Regions from separate parts of the Zea mays genome. Here region 1 is linked to region 2. Evidence: chromatin contacts called from public Hi-C data. All regions are on one chromosome and are shown on one strand. The core of a region is the stretch at or near the end of the contact, and the rest is flanking DNA. Distances in the headings are between cores, read along the strand shown. Region 1 has its middle 41 kb from the start of LOC103654237. Region 2 holds the start of LOC100285043 (LMBR1-like conserved region family protein).

Evidence for each region. Hi-C and Micro-C count contacts between places; a contact is called where the count stands out from the background.
Region 1: a contact with region 2 is called in a Hi-C map of leaf, with 2.1 times the contacts expected there. The contact joins the enhancer-like site here to the promoter of LOC100285043 in region 2. A contact is called at or near these places in 3 of 25 Hi-C or Micro-C datasets (ear, leaf and an unstated tissue).

The regions. Positions count from the first base shown.
Region 1 is chr4:184,908,849-184,912,540 of Zm-B73-REFERENCE-NAM-5.0, reverse strand. No RefSeq gene overlaps it. Among protein-coding and RNA genes, the nearest start is that of LOC103654237, 41 kb to the right of the region's middle. Within about 2 kb of position 2,405, at least 2 of the 20 cell types and tissues checked have an H3K27ac peak or open chromatin away from gene starts, as enhancers often do.
Region 2 is chr4:184,764,649-184,768,465 of Zm-B73-REFERENCE-NAM-5.0, reverse strand. LOC100285043 (LMBR1-like conserved region family protein) reads left to right here and starts at 1,621. Exons shown (of 13, transcript NM_001318030.1): 1 at 1,621-1,981; 2 at 2,963-3,039; 3 at 3,600-3,758. The coding sequence starts at 1,814. LOC542602 (low molecular weight heat shock protein precursor) reads left to right here. Exons shown (of 2, transcript NM_001112137.1): 2 at 1-343. The coding sequence ends at 50.

The DNA of each region.
Region 1 (3,692 bases), core at 1,156-3,655, 140 kb before region 2:
GGAAGATGGGTAATATGACTTGTGGGTAAAATGTGCAACCTCTGCAGAGTGTAAAACTGGTATACTAGCCGTGCTCACGGTCATGAGCAGCTCGGACCCTCACATGATTAATTTATGGAACTTAAATTTAATTGGACATTTGCATCGCATTTGGGATTATTTTACTATTACTTTTCTTTATTATTATTAAGGTTTGGTATTTACTTACACTTAGTAATTGCTAATAAAATTTTGACCAACTTATAAAAGCAATGCTCAGCTTTAGCCCCTATTTTGTTGATCAGCCTTACACTTCACATGAACTCCCACCTTTGGTGAGTTCATGCACATTATTCCCCATGACTTGTTGAGCTATGAACATATGTGAGCTCACTCTTGCTGTCTCACACCCCCCACAGGAGAAGAACAGGTGGTCGAAGAGGAGCCGCCTAACTCTGAGGCTTTCGACTTGATCTAGGTGGCGTCTCCCAGTCAGCTTTGTGGCGCCAGGGAATAATATTTAGTTCACTTTACTTTATCATTTATTTTTGTAAGACTTCCGCTATGTAATAAGTACATTTATGATATTTATGACATTTATCTCTATGCACTCTGTTATTATATGTGTTGTTCTTCCTTGGCGCACATATGAGATGCATCCGGATTTGTCCCTTAAATCCGGGTGTGACATACTAATATATTATTCAATAAAGGGATACCCAAATATCCTTTTATTCAATCTTTATTAAAAACCATATTGGTTTTCGGAGAAGTAACTTCTAGTTAAGAAACAAAAATTCTTATTCCATGACCCTTTTAATCTAAAACATTTAGAGAGTTTTACAATATTCTCCAAATAGGAATTTGGAGTGTTACACCCCGCAAGGATCACCACACAATTAGGTGTCTTTTGCTTGCTTTACAAAACACTTGAAAAGATCAGAGTGAGAAGAAGAAAACAACCAAGCAACAAGAGCAAAATTGGAACACAAATCACCCTCTCAAGTCACTAAACACTTTAGAACACTTGACTTGATTTTGGAACTTGGAAAGGATTTGAGGCTTTGAATGTGTCTTTGGAATGTATTTTTTGCTCTTGTATTGAATGAAGAGAGTGGGATGCTCGCATGACTTGAATGGAGATGGTTGGGGTATTTATAGCCCCAACCACTATTCTAGCCGCTGGCTGACTGCTCTGTCGATGGGCACACCGGACTGTCCGGTGGTGCACCGAACACCCCACTGTTCACTGTCCGGTGAGTGCCACGTCAGCCGACCATTGGGGTATGGAGCGGTTGAACGTTGAAGTCATCTGCCCTTTTGCTGCACCGGACAGTCCGGTGCAACTTGACGTTGCAGACTATCTTCTGACTTATGTGCTATAGACCGTGCCACAGTTAGTGCAGTCGACCGTTGCGCGAAGATGACTGTTGCTCCGAGGGCTCACCAGACAGTATGGTGGTACACTGGACAGTTCGGTGAATTTTAGTGGACGAGCGCCGAGGATTTTCGAGAGCGGCCTGTTCGTGGAGTGCTCCAGCCACGGCAGCGGACAATGTCTGGTGCGCCACAGGCTGCAACAATCATGTTTTGTTCCAAGTGTGTAGAATTCCCCCAAGGTCATTTTCTTTGTATGTCTATGTGAACTTTATGCGCCTGAGAAAAATATCCACTAGGCAAACTAGTTAATCCATATGGTTTGTGATGGACATCAAACACCAAAATCAATTATAGGAAACATTGAGGTCATGTCCTTCCAAATGGGCTGCCTGGATCCACCTTGTTGAGTTCTTGTATAATTCGTCCCATCACTCCTCCATCGGTTGCTCCCCATTTGTGGCTCTATATGGCTATGAACCACACCATTTTGGTATTTAGCCTGATAATGCTGTGGCTTCCCAGACCTTGGTCATTGGCTGCGTGACCGAGAAGCTAAGACAACGCTCATCAAACAACATCAGGTTTGGTCTCATGCACGCATGAAAAGACATGCTGACAAGGGACGATCCGAGCGCGTGTTTCAGGTGGGAGCTGAGGTGTTTGTAAAGCTCCAGCCGTACATCCAATCATCTTTAGCACCTCGGGCTAACCATAAATTGGCATATAAATTCTTTGGTCCATTCCGGGTGTTGTATCGTATTGGTTCCATTGCATATAAATTGGAATTTCCACCTTCATCATCCATTCATCCGATGTTTCATGTCTCACAGCTGAAGCTTGCTGCCCCAACTGCTCATTAGGTTTGTCCCATCCTTCTAGCTGATATCACTGATCATCGATTTCCTGAGCAGGTTCTACGTTGTCGCATCTTTTCTCATGGCCTACGTCCTCGCCACCAAGCTTTAATCAAGTGGTTCAATTGGCCGGCCTCAATGGCGACTTGGGAAGATGAGGACTCCTTACGTTAGGCGTTTCCTTTTGCGCCGACATGGGGACAAGCTGCGACACAATAGGGGGGATGTTACACCTGCATCTCCACCGTCAGCACTTGAGGGACTTTGGGTGTGTTTGGTTTGGCTTTTGACTTTGGCTTTTATCCCCTAAAAGCCAAAAGTCAAACCAAAGGGCTGGATCTAGAAAGCAGCTTTTTCTAAAAGCCAACTTTCTCGCAGTGCAAAAATAAAAGCACCCCTGGACCTGCTTTTAGTGGCTTTCAGATAGAACTGTGAAAACATATATCGAAGAACTTTTAATGATTTTTAGTGGTTTCGACCAAACAGATTTAGCTTTTTAGCAGCTCACAGCCTACAGTAGCTTTTCCCATAGCTCACAGCCCACAGCAGCTTTTTTCACATCCACAGTGCAAGGGCGCCCAATTGTCGGATCCACAACAACAATTGGGTCCTGTAAGCGTTGTGAGGTGTGAGGCCAATGGGCCGTTGTGGCGTCGCGTGTGTGTGTGCAGCCTAGTTGCCACGACGCGCATAAAAGCCACTGGCTTCTGTAAGGAGAGACATTCAGAGAATTGTGAACAGAACGATTCCCGGTATCTCATCTTCTTCCTCTCCAAGCATTCCCTTCTTCCTTCCTCCCCACTCTATCGTGTTAACACGACGCTGGGTGTCATTTTTCTGTATTTTGCATGATCAATTCCCAAATGTTGACAAGTGCAGACATCAGCCCGAAGGTTTCAGCGAAGCCATCTCCGATTAACCAAGAAGTGTCGCCAGAGTGCAAGGAACCGAAGGGTATCAGCGAAGTCATCTTCAGCCGTCTTAGGCCCCTATTGGAATTTGTCGGTTCCTACAAAATAAACTATTTTCTATGAAATTTCTGTATAGTTCTTGTGAAATTTATCTTCTAAAGACGTTTTAGACCAACTCTAATATTATCTCCAATAGCTTATTCATCTCCATATCTAAATTCAAACTCCACCCTCTGAGCAGTGTAGTTTATAGTGTAAAATTATGTTTTAGGTGATTATATTGGTGAACTACTGAATATGATCCAACAACCACCCTACCACGCTCCCTATCCATTTTTTCTGTGGCTCGACGAACTTTCATGGCCTGCCTCCTATCGCACAATGCAAAATGGAAGTGTTGGGGACTTGTTCTCAAACGCTAAGAGTCAAGAACAAGGCAACACAAAGTATTAAATGTTAATGTCCTTTGTCCTTCGAAGCATTATTTCCCTTAGGATATAACGATCTTTGGACGAAGGTCATGAAGGACGTACCTTCGTCATCATGGTTATAAGATAATGAAAGATAA
Region 2 (3,817 bases), core at 372-2,871:
AGGTGAAGGAGCAGCAGCGCAAGGACGTGTTCCAAGTCAACGTCGAGTAGATGTTTCCAAATAGAAGCAAGTGCCGGTACGGGATGGAGGATTGGAGGGGCACTGCCAAACTAGGATTCCTCTCTCTCAATCTGATCTGGATTCTGGAATCAGATTTCTCTTCTTTCATTTTTCTCGTCTATCTTCTATCAGTATGAAATAAGCAACGTCGCTTCAGTTTTCGTGTCAAGGCCGGTGGAGTCGCCTATGTTTATTTTATTTTCTTTGTATTTCCTACCTGGACACACGTTCTCTATGCCGTGTTTGGTTTCCGCAGATTTTTAAAATATGCATGTTCAAACCCAACTCTCACTTATTCTTCAGATTTTGTTTCTGCTAGCGCTCCAAGGCATAGAATAAACTCACTTTGGATCCGATCCATAATATATTTAGGGACTCAAAAAGGACGTGTAAACTAACCCTAAAACATATATTAATAACGAATACATCCCAAAACACATATTAGTAACGAATAGTGGTTAAACATATTAATAACGAATACATCCCAAAACACATATTTAGTAACGAATAGTGGTTTTTTTACTTTCCCGTTCTTCCCAAAAATTTGCGTCTGGCATCTTTCTCAATCCATTCGTTCTTCCCAAAATTTTGCCTCTTGCATCTTTCCCAATCCATTCCTTCACGTATTGGTTTTAGAGAAACCGTTGAGTACATAATTCATTCTTAAAACCTTTTAACCTACTCTTAATAATATTTTTTGGTAAAATTTTTAACCTACTTTTAGAGTTGCTATTAAAATCAGCTCCTCAAAATCTACCCTAAACCAAACACGCCCTATGCAAAACTGAGGAAGGCGCAGCCGTCGGACACGTTCGGATGTTCCCATTATTCGACTTCCTCTGCAAAAGATCCATGACGTATTATCCAGACAACAGAGATGCGTTAATCGCCCTCTTCATGTGACCTTGATCCTAAATCGATCGCTGGGAAAAATTAACTATTTGCCACAATTTAGAGGTGAGTGGCAAAGAACTGAGTGAACCAACTGAACCTATTTTTTAGAACCCAAGCTTGGTGAGCATTAACAATATATCACTGTGTTCAACTGTGTCAAAATCTTTTTTTATCTTCAAAAATCTAGCTTAAGACTCATCACTCCCTCTTGGAATGTTTACACTGATGCAAGTATTCATAGCCCAAGCAAGACAATCTTGGATAGTACGATTTTTAATGAAACCATACTGTTTTTTATGAACTGTCAGCTATGAGTTCTGTGATTAACTTGATAGCTATGCTAAGATGAGAAATTGACCTGAAGTCAGAAACCTTAACCGGGTTATTCACCTTAGGAATTAATGCAATGAATGAAATATATTTATAAAGTTTGGATTGAAATATATTTATAAAGTTTTTAAAACTAAATAAGTTAGAAGTTTTTTTTGAGATATCCGACCTTGTGTTTGAGGGTCGTCGTAAACCGCTTCTTGGTGCGCTTCGTGGTGGACGGCGGAGATGCAACCTTGGCGTGCGTGCCAGTACGCTTTCCGAACTCCACCGAACGATCCTGTTTGGTCCATCGTCACCTTCCTCTTCCTTCTTCGGTTCTTCGCCAGCCGTGCGCGCTTCTCCACTGCCCTGGAGACAAAGGAGCACCCCGCGATCTCCCGGCGGGACCCGGCCCCACCTCCCCGCCCGCGTGCCTCTGAAACGGAGAAGCTGCCGGTTCCCAGCCGGCCAGGCTACTCCGACTCTTCCTTTCCCTCCAGCCGGCGAGGCGTCCAAGCGGATTAGCGGAGAGCGTCGGGGCGGCGACATGTGGGTGTTCTACCTGATATCGCTGCCTCTGACGCTGGGCATGGTCGTCGTCACGCTCCGCTACTTCGCCGGCCCTGCCGTGCCGCGCTACGTTGTCGCCACCGTAGGATACGCATGGTTCTGCTCCCTCTCCATCATCATCCTCGTCCCCGCCGACATCTGGCAGGTCAGATCCCTTGCCGCGTCCCTCTCCCACCTTTTCATCCACCGTCCCCTGTTCCGGCCATCGTCGGCCCCAGGCTCCGCCGGCTTGGCTGTCGGTGTTGTTAGATCCACCGGGTGTGGCTCGTGTCGTGTTCTAGTTGCGTTGCAATCTTGGGGTGTATGTAGGAATTGAATCACAAACTTCGTGTTACTGCTGGAGCACGCTTATGAATTGACGCGTCTTGCTACGGATGAGGTATGCGAAGCTGCTGACAAATGCAGTGGAAGCCTTGTACGAGGGACGAGGCAAATTGATTGTTACTGTTAGTATGTTACCCTGGGATTAGGAGTAGTGCATATAGGGCCTGTTTGGATAGGCTCCTACGGCGCCGCAGCACGCCTAAGGTGCGGCGGCCGATTTGGGCGCCACACCCGCGGCGGCCGGAGTGTGGCGCGGTGTGGCGCCCGAGGCAGCCTACCAAACAGGCTCATAATGTGCATGACTGCAATTTACTTTTAGACAACTCTGTTTCTACACTATTTGAGCCTCAATAACTGAGTAACTGATTTTGGTTCAACCCTCTATAGTCCTGATGCCACCTTCGAATCTTCATTTCTCTTTTATAGTTATGGAGTTAATTCAGTATTCTGTCAAATTCATGAATGGGATTTCATCATTTTTAGGTTTCACACTCTTGAGTAGTTACATTAGCCACAGAAACCAGGTGCAGTATAATCTTTGGCTAATGAAAAACCCTAGCAGCTAACTTGGCCTACCTTAATGTTTCTGTATTTAGTAGTACAGATTTGAGCATAGATCAAATTTTTATGTTCTTTTTAATCTTTCAAAGCCACCCCCTTCCCTTTACAAAAATATACGTATATCCATTAAATAATATTGATAAATTTATTAGTTGTAATGAAATGACAAATTTATCTACCGGGCTTGAAAATTCTCTTTTTGTACTCCTTTGGTTCAAACCCTTCTATCATTCTATCGCAGACATTAACTGCCAGTGCGAAGGGGGGCATTGGATTCTTTTGGAGCTGGTCCTATTGGAGCACATTTATCCTAACATGGTATGCTATGAACATGTATTGCATAAGTTCCGCCCGATGGTTGAATTTCCCTGTTCTTAGTGTCATAAAAAACAAAGAAAAAACATATATTTGATGACTTGATACATCCATTTCCAGTTATAACCACGATTTTAGTACTATTTCTCAAAATGTGCAATCTCTTCATTCTATGCTGCTCCATCATTTGGGCATCAATGCAACTCTTTTGGTTTTATCCAAACTAGGTCGGTACTTGGGAAAACACTGGCTATGCATTATATGGCCTGTAGAAAGAAAAAAAATCCTGGAAATTTTATCTTCCTGTTCATATAATACAATCTATATTAACTGCTTGATTTTGAGGCTTTGAGTGTATCCAATCTTATGCTGAATGTATTATTGTAGCATACTCATTTCCTAGTAGGACAGCTCTGTTTGAACTTAGTTCTCTTGTATAATCATAGTTATGGTTCGCTTACATCTTCCGTCACAATTTTTCTTGGATGCACTAGTGTTTCTTCTGAACATTTGCATTGTCGCTGATATTTCTAAACAAGGCTTGTTTTTATGTCTTCAAACAGGGCTGTAGTTCCTACTATCCAGGGCTATGAAGACGCAGGAGATTTCACTGTTAAAGAAAGGCTGAAAACTAGCATTCATATGAACCTGCTTTTTTATTCAATTGTGGGAGCCATTGGCCTTATTGGTGTCATATTACTCTTAATCATGCATAGAGCTTGGTATGTTCAATCTTTTACTTGAACTCAATTTCACACTACAATCTAATGTCTGAACACAG